2 separate regions of the Capsicum annuum genome follow, and region 2 is linked to region 1. A link is a contact called in public Hi-C data. All regions are on one chromosome and are shown on one strand. Each heading gives the region's core, a stretch centred on a gene start, on an enhancer-like site or on the middle of the called end of the contact. The rest is flanking DNA. Distances are from core to core; before and after follow the strand shown.

Region 1 (5,400 bases), core at 1,466-3,965:
TGATTTATCTAATTTACCAACACTAGAGATTTCAGAAGTAGTGTATGCAGTTCCTTGTCAAAATTCACATGACACATTTATAGTTATTCACTCTGAGATACTCTGGTTTTTGGATTTAAATTTTGATTCCATATTTCAGTTTAATCCATCTACTTAAACTCAAGTATCTGTCAAGCGAATATGTATTTAAGGAAAAGAAACCAGCATCAAATAAGCCCAAGAGATGCATCTTAACATTTGCTAGTAAGCCTTTGGGTCCATTTTTGGTCATTAATTTTTTGAAACTTGTGGAATAAGTAGCATGTGAGGACAGAAAAGTATAATCCTTCAACGCGAAAAAATGAAAATAAACACTTTTTTCTCAAGGATAATCTGTCAATCTCTACTTTGATAAAGAAATATACATGTCAAATTTCAGTTAGAAAAAAACTAAAGAGCAAAAGCTTACAAAAGCCTATAGTAGGAAGAATAAACAGTCCTTACAAATCTGGATTAGTACCTGTCAAAGTCTTTTGCTTTTCATTTTATTCCATGGCCAGCTTCTTTAATTAACCCTCGTCTCTTTTTCCATTAAATGTCATGAGATCTCTTCCAACAAGAACAGACAACATTATTCTTACAGAACATTCACCGATTGTCGAAAGCACACGATTTCCAACATTACAGATAATTTACTGACACCAAAAGCACACACTTCCAACACAAGAATCACCAATGCATATCATTGAAAATATTAAAGTGAGAGAATCTTGGACACAACATAAGCCAACAAAGAACATCATGTTGAGATGCCAATCATCACATCTAATAAGCATCACGTTTATGTTAAATGTCTTAAATATCTATTGGGTCGGATCCACCCAGAAGGGGTGCTACTTAGCACGTTAGCTCGTTAGCTTGTTCTCCTCCTTAATCCTAACTCTTAATGTACAACAGATTTTCCACATTAGTTGACAGTTAGGATTTACATAAGAGAAAAAAGCTTTGCATCCCGTAAAGGATACCTAGTCAGTTGACAAAGGGTTTCCATTAGTTTCGTGAGAATTCCTGGCGGCCGCCGGCCGATGACACAAGTTGTGGTTGTTGCAGATCCACTTTTGCTATGGAGAAATCGGCAAGTCTCCTAAACGAGTAATCAAACGATGCTTTGTCTATGGTAAAATTGATGTTCCACATTGATCATATAGGCATCATAAGTTCAATATTCACCAACTATAAAACTAAAAGAAAGGAAGAAAAATCAAGCTTTGGTCTACTTACTTATTTCCTTTGATTTTGAACCATGTTTCAGCACAATGCTTATGTGCAGCAGCCAAATCGTCTTTACATGAACATCCCAATTCAATAGCAACTCCAGACTCATTTCCTGAACTCATCAAACTCAAATGGCAAATTCTGCAATCTCTTTCAATTTCCCCCAAATGCACCTTACTTTCATCCGCTCCATTTTCTATATCAACTGAACCAGCACACTCACTGGCACGTGCGTAGGTGTAATCATCTTCATGAGACCCGTCAGCACTGACATAAAACTGAGAACAAGAAGAAGCCTTGTCACTGATGGAGCCTCCGTGACTGTGTCCGGGGCACTCTAACTCCACCTCAGGCAGCTCTACTCTTGCCATTTCAATGACACTGAAACAGAAAATTCAAGATTTGATTCTTATGATACACTTGCATGAGTAAAGACTTGTGTCTCTATAAATATGAAGAATTTAGCAAAGTGTGTTGATGTGTTTGGTGGTATATTAACTCAAACATCTTAAAGTTAGCAGCAAAAGAAAAAAGAGAAGAAGAAAATGCTGAAAAGAGGGGGGAAAAGAACAATAACGTAAAAGAGAAAGGCTCATGGTTCTGTTCTAATAGCTATGAGACAGGGGACCTACACCGCTGGGGTCACACAGGGGATAGTGAGATGTGATGTGATTATACAGCAGTAGCAGTAGTTGATGGAATTAAAAAATAAGTAAAATTTAAGTTATACTAGAAGCGGAGTCAGAATTTTAAAATTATGATAATAAGTACATTAATAGATTTCTTAAAATATGTACAGAACTTTCACTAAAGCTACTGATTGAATCCTAAGATATATTCTAGCTCCGGTCCAAAAGTCGAAGATCTCAGACCCATAAAATACACTCTAGCTCTGCTCTTGAAGTCGAAGATCTCGGAGGTGCTGTGTTTTTATTTCTTTAAAATGTCCCGTAACAGTAAGTTTTTTAAAAGATGCAGAATCTGAAACTGGTCACAAGAGTCAATATTCTGAAAGTGACGACACTTACCAAAATGTGTCTTTTTAGTACATTCACATTCTCACTAAAATGTGAGTTTTAAGCCTGAACTTGAGATCCAATCCGATGGACATAACCACAGTATTTTTTAACTTCAGTTATGTCGTAGGTAGGACTGGCAACGGACCGGAACCGGTACCGCCGGACTGGTTTGACCGGATCCGGAACCGGTACCGGAGCTTCCTTACCGTTTTACGTCATCGGAACCGGTGTTACCGGAACCAAAATATTGGAATTTTCCCCTTGTTCAGACCGATCCGCTGGCTACCGGTGTGGAACTGGATCGGACCGAAGTGACACCGGAACATAACGTACTGCTGCAGTGTCTATGCATCCATCTAAGGGTTCTGTTTGAATTAGAGATAGGGTTCTGTTTGAATTCTATCGATTTTATTAATATCTAAATTGTCTATAATATTTTTGGCGTAAATTTTCTATTTCTTCGACGGATAAATCTTCCGGAATTGGTCATTTTCCTTGTTCTTCCATTCCGTCGTTACTATTTTCTTCAAAAATTTCATCTATTTCGTCTTCAATATGGGGCGATAATTTGGGGAGCCCAAAATTTCTTTGTTCGGCATTGATCCAATCTCTAAATAATATCGAAATCTTCAAACTATCCCTTGCTAACGAATATCGATGATCTCATATTATAAATCTTCCTGCGCTGAAAGCTTGCTCCGAAGCAACTGAAGAAGCTTGAGTTGATAGCAAATCTCGAACCATTCTTGAAAGTTTTGAAAATTACCTAATACGGGTCTTCCACCATGATAAAAGTTGTTGTTTTTCATTTTCATCTCTAATACTTTTTCGATCCTGCGAAAAATACAAATCAAAATCATTACTCCTACAACATTGAAGACCAAGTTCTTCGTCCATCTCGTCATCTAAATCATCATATCTACATCTAGAAATAGTAGGTTCGATCATCCCAATATTTTGTTCCATAACTTGATACAAGTCATATAAACTCTCAACGGTAAGTACTATGCTAGCACAACAAGTTTCAACTGATGGCTTTTCACGAGGTCCATTTTCTAAATTGTTGTATAATTTTCTAACCAACATCACTGTACCATGTTCTTTATAAAATGGGTTGAATAAATTAGTTGTTAAAAAAATTTGTGGAATATTTAAATAATATTTTTAAAATTTTTCAAACATAGATTCAATTGCCTCTTTGTAGGGGCATAATTTTTTATATTCAGCAAGTGTACTTTAGAAATAGCAGTAATAGTTACTAAAATAGAAGAAATAGTTAGAGTATATTGAGCAGATACTGTTTCCGTAGCTTATGTAAAGTTTTCAAAATTTTACAAACTTCTTGTATTGCAGTCCAATCATCTTCATCTAACATTAAATTAACATCATCATTATAAGCATTATAAACTAATTGTATAGGTTTACAATATATAAAAGCAACTTCAAGCATTTGAAACAAAGAATTCTATCGAGTAGGAATTTCTTTTGGAACTTTTCTATATGGAAGTTCACATTGATTACATTTATATTTAAAATCATCCATTACAGCCTTTCTTTTATTTTTAAAAATATAACTACAAGCAATTCGAACTTTAAGACAACCATTTTCAAACAAATAAACACCTTCATGTACTACCAAATTTAAAATATGTGCAGCACATCTAACATGAAAATGATTTTCATCCATAGGACATAATTTAGTTTTTAACTTTTCAATAGCTTTCAAATTATTAGAAACATTATCTAATGTGCGTGTCATAGGTTTACCAATAAATCTAAAATATTTCATGCTCTCCGCTATTATACTAGCTATATACATGCCGGTTTTAGACTCATCAACATATTTATAAGCAATAATTCATTTTTTGCATGTTCCAAGCATGATTAATCCAATGAGCCGTGAAAGTAAAACAATCATTACCGATAACACTACGACTCATATCAGAAGTAACAGATATTCTACCATCAAATTTATCAAATAAGCAACGAAGAAAATGACAATGTTCAACTTGAAATTTAAAAATATCATTTTTAATAGTATTTCGTGAAAAAACTTTAAAAGAGGAATTATATACTCGTTGAATATGAATATAATGAATAAAATCGGGATGCGAAGGAAAACTAAAAGACAAACACATAACAGCAACCATTTTCGCTAGTTCTTCTCTATCTACATCTTCACTATATGTCGATGATGAAATTGCTTCAGCCTGGTTAAACATGTCTAAAAGCGTTTGAATCATATTACCTCCTACAGATTCATGCACAAATTGTGTACCATCTTTTTTTGCCATAGCCTCATTTTTTAGACGAACAAATTCTTTATTACATCTCGTCAAATGCGAAGTTAGCAATCCTGTCCCACCATTTTTTTTCCTGGTCAAATGTTTAAAAACTTGCTTGCATTTATTGCAAGTAGTAGTACTTTTTACCCTATCATGCTCCATAAATTTCCAAACTAAAAACCTTTTAGTACGTTTGATACCTTTGACCCTAGTAAATTCCATTAACAGAGGAATTTCTTCACCGTGTTCTAATAATTTCGCAACCGGACTAGTAGGGGTAGGGGTATCACCTAACTCTTGTTCTTCTATATCATCTTCCTCCGGTAAGTCTTCCTCAAAATTATTATAACACCTACTTAGGGTCTCATTATCTAATTCCATACCGATACCAACATCAAAACCATTAGATTGTGATAAAGAAGTTTCATTAAATCTAGACGGTAATGAACTAGTAGTAGTACTAGCCTTACTTTTTTTATTTCTACGAAAAATCTTACCAAAGATTGATTTTTTACCACTACTATTTTTTTTTAAATCCATAATTTAAATTTAAATATTAAAACAAGCAATACAAATATTATAAATTAAAAAATTAATGTAAGTAAACAAATGTAGATACTAAAAAATAAAAATATAAATATTAACGTAAATAAAAAGAGATTAAACTTGGAACAAATATATCGAACGTCTACGTAAAAGCAGACGTATACCAAATATCGGAATTAAAAGATGATAATTGAAGCTTGTAATATCTTCAACAAATCTTCAACTCTAACTAATATAATAATTGAATCTTCAACTCCAACTAATATAATAATTATAAATATTTAGAGAGAATGTGA
Region 2 (5,400 bases), core at 789-3,288, 240 kb before region 1:
TGATTTGAACTCAGTTGATAATGGGCAGGCTGCTCCTCTACCCTTCTACACTTAAATATCAAGTTTTTATCTGCAGCACAGTTCTAACCCGTGATTTAAATCTAATCCAATGATCGCGCTAGTGCTCCTACCACAAGACCAAATCCCCTGGCGAAAATTCACTTTAGGACCTATAGTCTCCATTTGACAAATAGCAACTTTGCACCACATTCATACCTTCACCACCACTACCTCTATCATGCCAGCCTGTTGTAACACTAATTCATTAATTTTCTGAATATTACACATCAACAACCTTAGCATTTACCCCTATCATGGCTTTATGCGTAACCATCAACCATTAACAACTCAAGCTCCGAAATATCCATTCAAATACTCGCAAATGCAGCAATGTTCTTATTTTGACATTGTAATCATGTCCTTATAAACCCAGCAATGGATCAATGTTTTTACAAAAATGAGTAAAACGAAGAGAGCTAGAAGAGAAGAATCCATGGCAGTGTCTTCTTAATGATTCAGCACAAGAAGAATAGGAAACCAGAAAAGGAGGAGGAAAAAGCAGGGAAACGGAACAGAAATCTGACAGAAATGAGAACTAATTTGAAAGCATCTCCTTTGTTGTTTGGATGAAAGCTGTGTTAACCAATCAAACATTCAATTGATCGAAAAAAGAACTTGATCAATCAAAAGGTCAATGATAAATTTGGGAAATTAACACTTAACAGGCTTTCTGCAATTGCCACAAAGTTTCCCTTTCTTTTTTTTTTTTTTTGGATAACTGTGGTGTCTGGTCCAACTTGTGTGCACCTCAACTAATTCCATGAAAAGTACCAGGTATCACTATCCACCAAGGCTATGATAAATGGGAAGACATCACCCAGTGTTTTTTGTCATGGTTCTCACCCATTTTGGTGACCACTAGGCCACATCCTTAGGTGCCAAAGTTTGCCTTTTCATTATCAAGGTTTTATCAACAATGTTAGTGCAAATAGGAGTTGTGCCATGAGCCTGAGAGACGAGCTGAATACGTGGAAGATCCAAAGTGAATACTTTTGGAAAATTTATTTCATAGAATAGAGAAATATTATTTCCAGATGAGAGATAAGTTTGGGTATAAACAACTAACTCCATGGATAAAAAGCAAAGCAAGATCCCTCAAAGACCTGAACAATCATTAAAATCAGTGAGAGAAAAAAAGCATTTCTTTTTGCACCTAAGGGTGTGGCCTAGTGCTCAATGAAGTGGGTGAGAACTATGAGGTCTTAGGTTGAAGTCCCAGCAGAGGCAAAAAACTAGCTGATTTCTTTTCATCTGCCTTAGCCTGGTTAGCCTTGGTGGACAGAGTTAATAAGGTACTTGTTGCTGGTGAGAGGTTGTAGATATCCCAGGAATTAGTCGAGGTACACGAAAGTGGGCCTGGCCTGGACACCACAATTATTAAAAAAAATCATTTCTTTTTTGACAATAAACTGAGTATATTACCCATTATCTTGCAAAAGATAATCACATAAAGTATTCCTAAACAGTGTTACGAAGAAAGGAACCTAAAACTTCAAAATAACACAGCTTCTCAAAATAACACCCTAGCATTTTTCCTCAAACACTACAAAAACCCTTATAAACAACCCCAAACAACTCAAAAATCGAGGTTATCCGGATCAGATGACAAATTTATTACGACAACATAAAAACTCACGAAATTCGCGTAGGGTCGACTGATTCTTGGTCCAAAAGACAAAGTTTGGAAATTCGAAGCCACTTCCATTCAACTCATAAACTGTTCAACTCTGTATATGGTCCAACAAAGACAATGAATCATCAGTTACAATAGCAATAATATATAGAGAGAGAATAATAACAAGGAGAAGAATTTAGTGGAAATTTAAATTAAATTACCTGTCAAATTTTTGGTGGAAGAGGACAGGGAGCTCTATCTTATTACATGTAAGTGATTTGACTTTGTATTATCTCCAGGAAGGTCACCAAAATGCAACACGACAAACAAACAAAATGGATAGTAGTTGGGCTTACAAAAAGAAGTTCAGGAAGGTCACCAAAATGCAACACGACAAACAAACAAAATGGATAGTAGTTGGGCTTACAAAAAGAAGTTCAAACTTTAGTGTAGTTTGGACTCTTTTAAATGGGCTCATAATTCAGTAAAATTACCTAACTAAACAAACCGAACAACAACAACAACAACAAATCCAGTAGATTCTCACATGGGGTCTGGAGAGGATAGAGTATACGCAGATCATACCACTACCTCTAACGAAGTAGAGAGGCTGTTTTCGATAAACCCCGGCTCAAGACAAAGGACAGTATATAAAAACATCAAAAGCATGGAACACGATAAAAAATATAGATACGACATCCACAAAAATATGCAACACTGCCAAACAAAAGACATCCAAGCCCTCCTACCTACTTACCACGACTCATTCACCCACCTTAACCCTCTATCCTAATGTTTTTCCTCCATTCCTTTCTATTCAGGGTCATGTCCTCAGTCAACTATAACTGCTCTATGTCACATCTAATCACTTCCCTCCAGTATTTCTTAGGTCTACTCCTACCCCACTTGAAACCATCCAAGGCCAACCTCTCACACCTACGAACCGGGGCATCTGCGGCCCTCCTCATCACACGGCCAAACCATCTCAACCTCACTTTCCACATTTTATCCTCTACCGACACCACTCCCACCTTCTCCTGAATAATTTCAGAGGAAATTACATAGCGTTTCTCAAAGTGTTCGATTTTAATTTTTTTTTTACTTAAATCTAATATTTATAAACACGTGATTTTTTATCTTCTCCAAGCTTTAATCTATTTTTGATATTAAGTATTTATTTATGTCAAAATATTATCTTTAAGTTAAAGATTTTAACTCTTATTTCATTTTTAGTAGGTTTCTTTGAAAATTGTGAAAAAGATTTTCTTTTAAAGATAAGAGTTGAATTTTAGGAAATGTTTTATTTTTATTTTTAAATAATAAAAATATTCTCAAAAAATATATTTTATTTTGGTTTAAATTTTTAATAAAATCAACAATAACAACAATATACCCAGTGTATTCCTACATAGTAGGGTTTGAGGAGGGTAGAGTGTACGTAAACCATATCACTACCTCAGGTGAAGTAGAGAGGTTATTTTCGATAGACCCTCGACTTAGGACCAGTAACAGTATAACAAACACAAAACATAAATGCATATAAACTAGTACAGTATACAAAATAAACTAACACCGCTAGCCACAAGATAATACTAAAAATTATCTATTCGAAACCAAAGACATCACTCAACACCATGAACAAGAAACTTCAGACACAAATAAAGAACACTCCCCTGTTGTTACCGACGTACTCTCACCCTCTAACTCTCTACCCTAATCCGCATCCTCCATACCTTCCTATCAAAGGCCATATCCTCTGTAAGCTGTAACTGCTCTATATCATCAGTGGCGGAGCCAGGATATTCACGAAGGGGGTTCATAAGTGAACATACGAACTAATCGAAGGGGGTTCAACATCTAATATATGTACATAAAAATTTTTTTACCATACATATATAGCATAATTTTTTGCTGAAGGGGGTTCGGATGAACCCCCTTGGCAAAGGGTAGATCCACCACTGCATATCATGCTTAATCACCTTTCTTCAATATTTCTTCAGCCTACCTCTACCCCGCCTAAAATCATTCATAGCAGTGTCTCACACCTCCGCAATAGAGAATCAAATCCCCTCCTCATCACGTGGTCGAACCAACGTAACCTCACTTCTCGCATTTTATCCTCCGCAGAAGCCACTCCCTCCTTCTCCCGATTAATCTCATTCTTCACCCTATCTTTCCTGGTATGGCCACACATCCATCTCAACATCCTCATCTATGCCACCTTCAACTTTTGAATGTGGGAGTTCTTAACTGGCCAACACTTCACTTCATACAACATAGTCGATTGGACTGTCACTCTATATAACTTACTTTTAAGCTTCGGGGGCACTTTTTTATCACATAAAACTTCTGAAATGAGCATCCAATTCAACCATCCTTCCCCAATACAATGCGTGACATCGTCATCAATCTCACTATTACCCTAAATCATAAACCCTAGATACTTGAAATTCTCCCTCTTCTTAATGGCCTGAGAGTCAAGCTTCATCACCACGTTAGCCTCCTACGACAAATCACTAAACTTACACTTCAAGTACTCCGTCTTGGTCCTGTTCAATCGAAATCCTTTAGACTCAAGGGTCTGTCTCCAAATCTCCAACTTATAATTAACTTCTCCCTTAGCCTCATCAATCAGTACCACTTCATCAGCAAGTAACATACACCAAGGCATTTTCTTTTGAATATGTCGCGTCAAAACATCTATCACCAAGGCAAATAAAAAGGGGCTAAGAGTTGATCCCTGGTGCAACCCTATCAAAATCAGAAAGTTCTCCAAATCACCACCTACAGTCCTCACCCGAGTCTTCGCACCATCATACATGTCCTGAATCTACCTAGTGTATGCCACGGGCACCCCTCTAGCCTCCAAGCACCTTCACAGAATCTCTTTAGAAACTCGTCATATGCCTTCTCAAGATCCATAAACACCATGTGCAAGTTTTTTCCTCTCTCCCGAAACTGTTCCACTAATCTCCTCACAAGGTGAATGGCCACAGTAGTCGAACGACCTAGTATGAAACCGAACTGATTCTCAGAGCAAGTCACAATCCTTCTTAGCCTCAACTATACCACCCTTTCCCAAACCTTCATAGTATGACTCAGTAACTTAATACCTTTATAGTTGTTGCAACTCTGAATATTTATCTTGTTCTTATATAATGGAATCATCGTACTTCACCTCCATGCTTCAGGCATCTTCGCCGCCCTAAAAATGATATTAAATAACCTTGTCATCCAATCTAAACCTGCCCTGCCAGTGCTCTTCCAAAAATCCGCTAGAATCTCGCTTGGCCCCATCGTCCTACCCTGATACATCCTGAGAATAGCCCCCTTGACCTCCTCAAACTTGATACACCTACAATAACCATAATTGCGACACTCTTTAGATTTCTCCAAGTCCTCCAATATGAAACTGTTGTCCCTCTCATCATTCAAAAGTTAATGAAAATAGGATTGCCACTTCTTCCTAATGAGGGCATCCTCAACCAACACTATACCATCCTCTCCCTTGATGCACTTTACTTGGTCAAGGTCACGAGCCCTTCGCTCCCTAGCTTTGGAAAGCTATACAACTTTTTATCCCCGTCTTTCTCCTCTAAAGCCGCATACAAACTCTCAAAAGTTGTTGTCTTAGCCGTCGTAACCGCTAACTTCGATTCTCTTCTAGCTACCTTATACTCTTTCTTATTCGTCTGCCTTGCTCTCAACCAACTTAGCATAAGCCA

The links. A called contact is a pair of places that touch in the nucleus more often than the background predicts.
Region 2: a contact with region 1 is called in a Hi-C map of leaf, with 2.8 times the contacts expected there. The contact joins the promoter of LOC107845976 here to the promoter of LOC107845978 in region 1. A contact is called at or near these places in 2 of 5 Hi-C or Micro-C datasets (leaf and placenta).

The regions. Positions count from the first base shown.
Region 1 is chr10:164,418,161-164,423,560 of UCD10Xv1.1, reverse strand. LOC107845978 reads right to left here and starts at 2,715. Exons shown (of 3, transcript XM_016690504.2): 1 at 2,283-2,715; 2 at 1,261-1,635. The coding sequence starts at 1,625.
Region 2 is chr10:164,655,845-164,661,244 of UCD10Xv1.1, reverse strand. It overlaps LOC107845976, which reads right to left and starts at 2,038. Exons shown (of 4, transcript XM_016690503.2): 1 at 1,897-2,038; 2 at 1,697-1,787. The coding sequence starts at 1,765.